3 separate regions of the Mus musculus genome follow, and regions 2 and 3 are each linked to region 1. A link is a contact called in public HiCAR-type and promoter capture Hi-C data. All regions are on one chromosome and are shown on one strand. Each heading gives the region's core, a stretch centred on a gene start, on an enhancer-like site or on the middle of the called end of the contact. The rest is flanking DNA. Distances are from core to core; before and after follow the strand shown. Region 1 has its middle 54 kb from the start of Gm50597. Region 2 has its middle 19 kb from the start of Gm8273. Region 3 overlaps Chd7 (chromodomain helicase DNA binding protein 7).

The links. HiCAR-type assays count read pairs that join an accessible place to other places. Capture Hi-C pulls out chosen DNA fragments and counts their contacts.
Region 2: a contact with region 1 is called in a HiCAR-type map of Th17 cells, with 11 times the contacts expected there. The contact joins two enhancer-like sites. A contact is called at or near these places in 2 of 484 Hi-C or Micro-C datasets (bone marrow-derived macrophages and immediate neuronal precursor) and 3 of 115 datasets of contacts at active chromatin or transcription factors (T-cell acute lymphoblastic leukemia, Th17 cells and regulatory T cells).
Region 3: a promoter capture Hi-C map of adipose tissue shows a contact between it and region 1. The contact joins two enhancer-like sites. A contact is called at or near these places in 1 of 15 datasets of contacts at CTCF or cohesin (large pre-B cells), 2 of 484 Hi-C or Micro-C datasets (bone marrow-derived macrophages and nephron progenitors), 2 of 115 datasets of contacts at active chromatin or transcription factors (embryonic basal ganglia and embryonic stem cells) and 2 of 9 other capture datasets (adipose tissue and liver).

Annotation. Positions count from the first base shown.
Region 1 is chr4:9,066,603-9,069,387 of GRCm38.p6, forward strand. No RefSeq gene overlaps it. Among named protein-coding and RNA genes, the nearest start is that of Gm50597, 54 kb to the right of the region's middle. Within about 2 kb of position 1,464, at least 55 of the 459 cell types and tissues checked have an H3K27ac peak or open chromatin away from gene starts, as enhancers often do. A contact at or near this core is called in Th17 cells, adipose tissue and bone marrow-derived macrophages, where this site is marked.
Region 2 is chr4:8,665,529-8,668,313 of GRCm38.p6, forward strand. No RefSeq gene overlaps it. Among named protein-coding and RNA genes, the nearest start is that of Gm8273, 19 kb to the left of the region's middle. Within about 2 kb of position 1,328, at least 126 of the 459 cell types and tissues checked have an H3K27ac peak or open chromatin away from gene starts, as enhancers often do. A contact at or near this core is called in Th17 cells and bone marrow-derived macrophages, where this site is marked.
Region 3 is chr4:8,745,873-8,748,657 of GRCm38.p6, forward strand. All of the region lies in intron 1 of Chd7 (chromodomain helicase DNA binding protein 7), which reads left to right. Among named protein-coding and RNA genes, the nearest start is that of Gm46841, 30 kb to the left of the region's middle. Within about 2 kb of position 1,424, at least 21 of the 459 cell types and tissues checked have an H3K27ac peak or open chromatin away from gene starts, as enhancers often do. A contact at or near this core is called in adipose tissue, where this site is marked.

The DNA of each region.
Region 1 (2,785 bases), core at 214-2,713:
GTGCCCACATGCCAGGCCTTTGCTAAAAGGCCACCACCTATATTGCTTCCTGCATAGTCACTAATATTCTGTCTCATGCCTTCCCTTCTCCACCTCTCTTTCCGGTTCCTTCCCTTGAAGTAGTACAAATGCTTGCAAAGAAAATATGTCAACAGGTGAAATTTATAGGCGTTTCTGGCCCATTCAGAAATGTGAACCGCAGGCACCCCCAAAGGAAAGATAGCATCCCTTACCCACACAGTACTCTCTAACATGCCTGGTTCGTTCACAGTGGAGCTGGCTAAAGAAACCAGTTATCTTTTTTACAGAATCAAAGTGTGAGGCTCCCATTGGGGAAGGGTACTTTGATGGATGTCTGTTGGGATTATTTAGTTGCAAACACAGGGGGAAAAAAAAAACCCAACCCAAACTGGCTTAGTCACAAAAAGGATTTATTGACTCACAGAAGCTGAGAGGAGTAGGTTAGCTCTGGCACACCACCATTCAGGCTCTGCATATCAGTACCACCTGGTCATTTTTGTGTTGTGTCAAAGCCTTCGATTGTGTTGACTTCAGCATGAAATCTTATGTGCACCAAAAGAGCCTCCGGAGAACCAGGGCATTGTCTTATGTTTAGTCTCAGTTGCCTCTTCTTAGATCATGTAGTAGAGAATGTTCCCGAGTCTCACTGTTGTGGCCTCTGTTCTTTATGGTTTATGAGGATGACTGAGACCTGGGTTACAAGCATTCCCCTGGGGCTAGGTGTGGAGACAGTTTAATGCCACTCCATGACAACTAGGAGGACTCTGACCATGAAAATCTAGAACATGCTAGTAACCTCTCAATTAAAGATGATGGAGACATGTGTGTACCAGGTACTCAGTGGTGAGCCAGTCTAGCAGAAACAGTGAGCTTCCCACTGAGTGAGGCACCAGTGCATAAAGTCACAGCATGCACATAGCACACACACACACACACACACACACACACACACACACACGAAAGAAGAAAGAAAGAAAGGAAGAAAGGAAGAAAGGAAGGAAGGAAGGAAGAAAGAAAGAGAGAAAGAAAAAAAGAAAGCTGAACGAAAGAAAGAAAGAAAGAAAGAAAGAAAGAAAGAAAGAAAGAAAGAAAGAAAGAAAGAAAGAAAGAAAGAAAGAGAAAACCTTGAAACTCAGGAAGACTAATAGTATTTTAATGGCATTTTGATCCCCAGACCTAAAGAAGTGACTTATCATATCCTTGCATCTGGTCATGTTCTTTGTCCATTTGTCCTTCTAAATCAATGTTTGTGACCAGGTCACTTATTACTACTTCAAAGTTTTGATCCAAATGTTCAACCTTTGAACCAGTGAAGAATTGTTCTGGCATACTTCCTTTCTGAACACATCTCACTGTTTATTGTGTATCAGACTCCCTGCTAAGTCTATGACTTCATTTGCTCCTCATTCCTCGTCTATGACACAGAGATTATTCTTAGTCCCATTGTTTCAAGGGTGAAACCTAGACCCAAAAATGTTTAGACATGTGACTCACACTCACACAGTTAGAACCAGAGGTCTTAAAATCCTTACTACACAAATAAGACAAAGGCTTTCCGCTGTTCACCCCAGTAAAGCACAGGAAGACATACCTATAAATAGTGTGCTAAATGTTATATTGTCCATGGTATCAAGCTAAGTAAGGGAAAGTAAGGAAGCAAGATAGAGAGAGCAGTCATTTCCCTGACTGAGGCAAGGCAAAGTAGGTGTTGAAGTCCCTGGAGCAGGCTGAGCTAAGGTCCATGAGAAGGTGTCTCAGATGGCTGCTGTGTGTTGACCATTCATCCCAAGGACTGGCCTGTGTGAGCTGAGCACACACCCGAGAGACTGGCATGTCAGGCAGAGATACAGGAAGAAGGAGGAGGAGGAGGAGGAGAAGAGGAGGAGGAAGAGGAGGAAAAAGAAGAGGAGAAGAGGAGGAGGAGGAGGAAAAGAGGAGGAGGAAGAGGAGGAAGAGGAAGAGGAGGAGGAAGAGGAAGAGAAGGAGGAGAAGGAAGAGGAAGAAGAAGGAGGAGGAGGAGAACGAGAAAGAGAAAGAGGAGGAGGAGGTAAAGGAGGAAGATGAGAAGGAAGAGGAGGAGGAGGAGAGGAAGAAGAGGAGAAGGAGGAAAAAGAAAGGAAAAGAAAAGAAAAGAAGAAAAGAAAAATGCTATTCCAATTGTGTTTGAAGAGAAAAAAGTGTTTAACCCAGCTAATCCATAGTGGGGAATGGAATGACTAAACACAAGAGGGCTGGGACAAAGGGACAGATGTGGTTGCAATTCTGTTTATTAATGGTAATGATACTATATCACTGATTTTGTTATTATGTTGTTCCTATTAATTTTAATCTCATGAACCAAATGTATTAAAATACTTCTTAGCAAGCTAAGAAGCTGTGGCAAGAAAGTATAGAGGTAGAGAGAGATGGTGATTAAGAGCATGTTCCTCTCATGCAGAGGACCCACGTTTGGTTCTGAGCATTCAGAGAGTGGACTATTGCCATTACAGACCTGCCCGGGTGGTATTGGGAGGGTTGTGAAGTTTGGAAATTTGAGCTAAAAAAGCTATCGGGTGATCAGAGATCAGTGGGCTGTTCTGTGGGGAAGACAAGAGTGGCAGAATTGGTGAAGGTGGTGGCTTGTGAAGTTTCAGAGGGAAGCAAAGACTCTAAAGGGCCATTTGTGTGCTTTAAGAATATATGATTCTGGTCAGCTGGAGTTTAAGAATTGTCTGAGTAATGAGAGGCCAGAACCTCTAAAGTAAAACCTTTGTTTTGCCGGAAC
Region 2 (2,785 bases), core at 78-2,577, 400 kb before region 1:
TCCAAAGGTCCTGAGTTCAAATCCCAGCAACCACATGGTGGCTCACAACCATCCATAATGAAATCTGGTGCCCTCTTCTGGAGTGTCTGAGGACAGCTACAGTGTATTTACATATAAATAAATAAATCTTTTTTAAAAATAGAACATTTTGAGGCAGATGATGGTGACACAGGCTTTAATTCTAGTTCTTGGGAGGCAGAGACAGGCAGAGGCAGCTGGTTTGAGTTTGAACTTAGCCTAGTGAACAGAGTGAGTTCCAGGACAGGGAAGGCTACACAGAGAAACCCTGACTCAAATACACACACACACACACACACACACACAAAAAAAGAACATTTATTGTTGTTTTGTTTTATGAAATAGTTTTCACTATGTTGCCCAGGCTAGTCTCCAACTTAGAGGTTCAAGTGATCCTCCTGCTTCAGCTTCCACAGCTGGGATAATAGATACAGCCTCACTAAGCCTTGGCAGAAAAACAATGTATCCCAGCCCCACACAAATTCAAGGCTCGAGTGGGCTTTGGTTTTTTTTTTTTAAGAATTATTTATTTTATGTATATGAGTACACTGTCGCTGTCTTCAGACACGTTAGAATTGGGTATCAGATCCCATTAAGATGGATATGAGCCACCATGTGGTTGCTGGGAACTGAACTCAAGACCTCTGGAAGAGCAGTCAGTTCAGATGGCTTAGCCAACCTCTAAGCCATCTCTCCAGCCCCAAGAGTGCTTTTCAAATGAGTCCCTATGCCATGTCTTAATTCCAGATCTGTGATAGAGGGGAAGCTAAGACACTAAAAGTCAAAATTCAACACCTGCCTTGGCAACTTAGTGAGATGTCTCAAAATATTAAGAAGTAAAAAGAGTGGGGGGTGTAGCTCAGAGGGTTCAATTAGCATGCATGTTTTTCTTCGGTTTTCAGGGAGGGGCAGAGGAAAAGAGGGGCAGGCACAGGGGTGGGGTAGGCAAATGTAGATTTCAATGTATCCTTCCCAACTCTTACCCTTATCAGAAGGCCACGCTCCATACTTCTGGAGCATTTTAGCACAAAGCAGGTGAATACGTTTCCAGATACAGGTTTTCCTGTCTTAACCGGCTCTTTGGCCTTAACATCAGGATGAGACAGACATGGTATGAGGTAGAGTGGAAATAAAGGCGATGAGTAGAGAGAAGAGAACAGTGTTTACAAAAAATGTTTCCCGTTCTAGCACTCCATGGGGCCTCTGCCTGTCGCAGGCTGTGTTTTCTTTGAGCTGTGTCTCCCCTTAGCTTTGGGGGCTGGGCTCTCTTCCAGCGCTAGTATCAGACAGCTGCAGTTCCACCTCCAGCAGCTGGGGGGCTCTATTCCACCACGGCCCACTCAGAGAAGCGATTAATTCTCACCCTTTTCCTGTCACATAAAGGAGGTGACTTCAAAGGCCACAGAACATTCTTCTCAACAGTACAGAGGGTATAGACTGCCACCTGCCTGCCCGTTTGACACTAAGGGGGCCCACCCTGTGCTGCTCTGGCCATCCTTGTTGTATGAAGCTGATTCTAACATCAGACACCTTCCACCAAGACCTCAGAAACCCAGCTCCCTTCCTTAACTCTCTCTGGATTTTTTTTTTCCAATCTCCCAGAGTTTTGGAGCAGGCTGCTGGACATCTCCCATCTCTACCTAGCTGAGGACAGTGTCTCCTGCCCCTCAACTCCCATCCTTCTGCAAAAGGGCTCCCTTGTCTTCGCTGCCCAAGTTCCTCGTATCCAAATAAGGAAGCACACAGCTTCCACTGTTCCCGTTGCCACTGGCGCTTCTTGCTTAATTATCTGTTCTCTGGTTGCATTCTACACATCATCATGAGCCGAACATGATGATGTCATCATTGACCTCCAGATGACCTCAGTGGACAAAGACCTTAGATTCCTCCATTCCACCGGGGCACCATTGCCACTTCCAATAGTTTTCTGTCGCACTATACACTCTAGACCTGTCCTCATTTCTCCTTCCTTCCTTCCTTCCTTCCTTCCTTCCTTCCTTCCTTCCTTCCTTCCTTCCTTTCTTTTTTCCTTTCTCTTTTCCTTTCTTCCTTCCTTTCTTTCTTTCTTTCTTTCTTTCTTTCTTTCTTTCTTTCTTTTTTTCTACTTTTTTAGACAGGAAAAAAGGAACTCACTATCCTGGAACTCACTTTATAGATCGGGCTGGCCTGGAACTCACAAACATTTGCCTCTGCCTCCAGGGTGCTGAAATTAAAGGTAAGCACCACCATACCTGGCTCTATGTCCTTATTTCTTGTGACCATTCTGTTGGGAAATAAAACACCCACACTGCCATTGGACATTTAACTTTGTCTTGGGTGGAGCATGGTGGGTTTGTGCATGGCTTCCTTTGGCACAATGAGTTCTATACGGTTGGCACAATTACTATCTCTGCCTCACAGGTAGGTAAGGATGGAGGATGCTGGCCTTGGAGTTCTTTGGAGGTAAGAGATGAGCTCAAGGTGACAAAGTTAGTAGGCCACAGCTAGACACAACCCCAGCACCGTGAAGTTTCATCAGAAAAGCTTCCTGCTCCTCTTCAAGAAGATGGTCGTTCAGATGCTCTGGGCTTCACCAACAGCCTTCCTCAGGACCCATGTCTGCACTGTCTCGCCACATAGGGAAGTACTGGACTTTCAAATGGCCTCATGAACTTTTTATAACGAAACAGAACATACACAAAAGTAGAAAGAAATGTGCAGTGTTGCCTCCCTCCCTGGGTATTATAAGTCCAACATACATCAATGTATGGCCTCTCTTGTCTGTGCT
Region 3 (2,785 bases), core at 174-2,673, 320 kb before region 1:
CTTTCACACGAAGCAAGCCATGACTCATTGAGTCAGTAGTCTACAGAGGATTGGCCGTTCTCGGGACTTTAGAGAACACGCAAGGGCCTGACTCCGTGGCAGAGTCCAGCTGAGGGAGAAGGAGCAGGAGGAGGATGTGGTCCTGCAGGGACAGGAGGATGGTGAGGTGGTCTAGGTCTAGACAGACCTGAGACAGCCCAGCAAACTGAGCGAGTTCGGAATCCTCCAGGGGATTTACTAGAGCAGCTGGCTGCCTGGGGACAGGGCCACATCTGTTTGGTTGAGTGTTGGATATGCAGGGTGTCGGATGTCTTACATCATCATGATTGGTTATTATCTGGTGAAAAAAAATACACGCCGTCCCTGCAATCATTGTTAAGGTTTAAAACTCACTTTATGGTTCTGGGGATCAAATCCAAGGTCATATATTTACTAAGCGTGCCCTCCATGTGAAGTTGCATGACCAGTCTCTCATTCATACCTTGTTTGTTTATTCACTCCTTTATTTACTTCTGTGGTGGTGTTTTTAAGACAGGCTCTCACTCAGTAGCACTGGATTGGGATTGGATAAGTAGACCAGGCTGACCTTACACTCACAGTGAACTCCACCTGCCCCTACCTCCTGAATGCTGGGATTAAAGGTGTGAGCCACACCACTTCTAGCTCCCAGGTTTATTTTTAATACATTATTTGGACTAATCCATGCCTTCAAAAGGAACACCACCATTCTAAATAATTTTCTGTACAGTTCAGAATTATTCCTAAAATGATCAAAATGGAAATCTGTGTTAGGAAATTGAGGAAGGAGAGATGTGGTAGGTTGAAAGTGTAGTTAAAATGAACATATAGAAAAATACCACATAGTATAGCGCAGGGGATGATATTGGCCTTTGAATCAATACAAACTTTCGTGACCAAGATTGTCACTATTCAAAATGGTCTTTCTCCAACGGGACCTTCAGGAAGCAGTGGGTAGCGTTTTTGTCGGTGGGTTTCTGCACCGCCACAGGTGTTACATCTTTGCCCTGTCTGATGAGTAGCCCTTGAACACTTGAATTCATGTGGTTTTTAAGAGTCAGAACTGCATTTTAAAATTCATTTATTTTTAATGATTTTAAAAGGCAACACATGGCTGGCTTAGGGAGCACAACCGTAGCGTACCCCACAGTGCCCAGGGACATTAACGTGGAGGAAAATGTGATCTTGGCCAGAGAGTTCCGGAAGGGCCCCGCTTAGTCCAGGAGGCAGATTTGAAGCTGCCTGGTGATGAACTGAGGTTCTGATGTTGTGATTTGGAGGCACTTCCTGATTTCTTTATCTGGATGTTTGTCATCTGGAGAGATGCCTTGCCCAAAGGCAAGCCTTGGCCCCACTGGACTTGCCTCTTTCCAAGTTGGCTGTTGAAGGCTGTGTTGCCAGTGGGGAGGTGGCTGCCCATGGGCTCTGTTTAGTACTTTCAGTTTGAATTCAGGCTCAGCAGCGAACCCTTTATCTTCTGTGTGTTCACTTATCACCATGTGGATTCCGTTCTTGTCTTGATAGTACTGTCTCCTTGGTGACAGAGTGGCCTCTTTCTGGGTTGTGGGGAGGGTGGTGATACACTGTGTTCCAGCGGCAGGGCATGCCTTGGGAAACTGATGTATACTTCCCTCCATGCAGAGTCTCTGCCAGTTCTTTTCAGGACCTTTGGAGGTAAAGGAGAGAAGTTGAGCAAGCCACCCACAGTGGAGCTAGCAGGGAGCCCGGAAATCCTCAGTATCTCACGGGCAAACACCCTACAAAACTTCATACTTGCCAAAGTGTGCTGGACATTCAGGGAAGAGCTCTGCTGTCCGAGGGCTTGAACTAGAGGAATTATTTGCATCCGAAAGGTGTTTTGAATTCGTCCCTTTCCTGGATAGGTTTCTGATCTGTGCCTGTGAATAAAACCTCTGCACTGTGGTACTGCATTAAAGCTCGGGCACAAAGGCCCGAGAATTTCTAGAATTTCTAGAATCTGCATTAAGTAGAACATCAGTGTGACACTGTCCAATAAAAACTAACTTAGAATGACATCATTTACAGCTCAAGGATTTCTAACTCCTATTGCCTTCGTGTGTATTTGTTGCTCTTAGTGCTGATTTTGATGTCTTTAATTTCAAAAAGATTTAGAAATCTCGTGGCACTCGGGATGGAGCCCAGGGTTTTGTCCGTGCTGGGCCAAGGCTAGGAGCTACCTTCTCAGCTCACTGCTGGTTCTTTGTGCTGTTTACTTGTTTAGACCTGCCTGTTGATTCCCAGGGAAATGACCAGCAGTCCCCACTTGGTCCTCTTACCCGCTGTTCCTAACCGTGCGCTCTGATGGAGTTCCTTGAGAGGAATGTGCTTCTGTTTGGTGAAGAAGCTGTGCTTCATGGCCTGGTCTCTGACCAAGGTGGAGCTGATGTGAGCCCCTGCCCGCCTTCATCCCTGCTCATTCCTTACAGTTGCCTGTCCATTCAGGGAACTGTTTGCCATTCAAACTTTAATCTAGGTTCCATTAACTTATATAAGGGCTTTTTTCATCTGTGAAGAGGAGCATGGGCCAGAGGCCCAACAGTGCTTGCCAGCTCTGAGCTGCTTGCAAGTGGCATCGAGCTTCTGCCCATGCTGATGGTCCCCTTCGGTCACAGTCCTGTGCCCCCCTCTCACCTCGGCACCAGTGCATCTTGTGAACTCTCTTTGAGTTACACCCCAGTTATTAAAATGTTTCTCTAGGGTGCATTTAATGCATAACTACTAGGAAGTGAAGCATTTTTTCTGATTG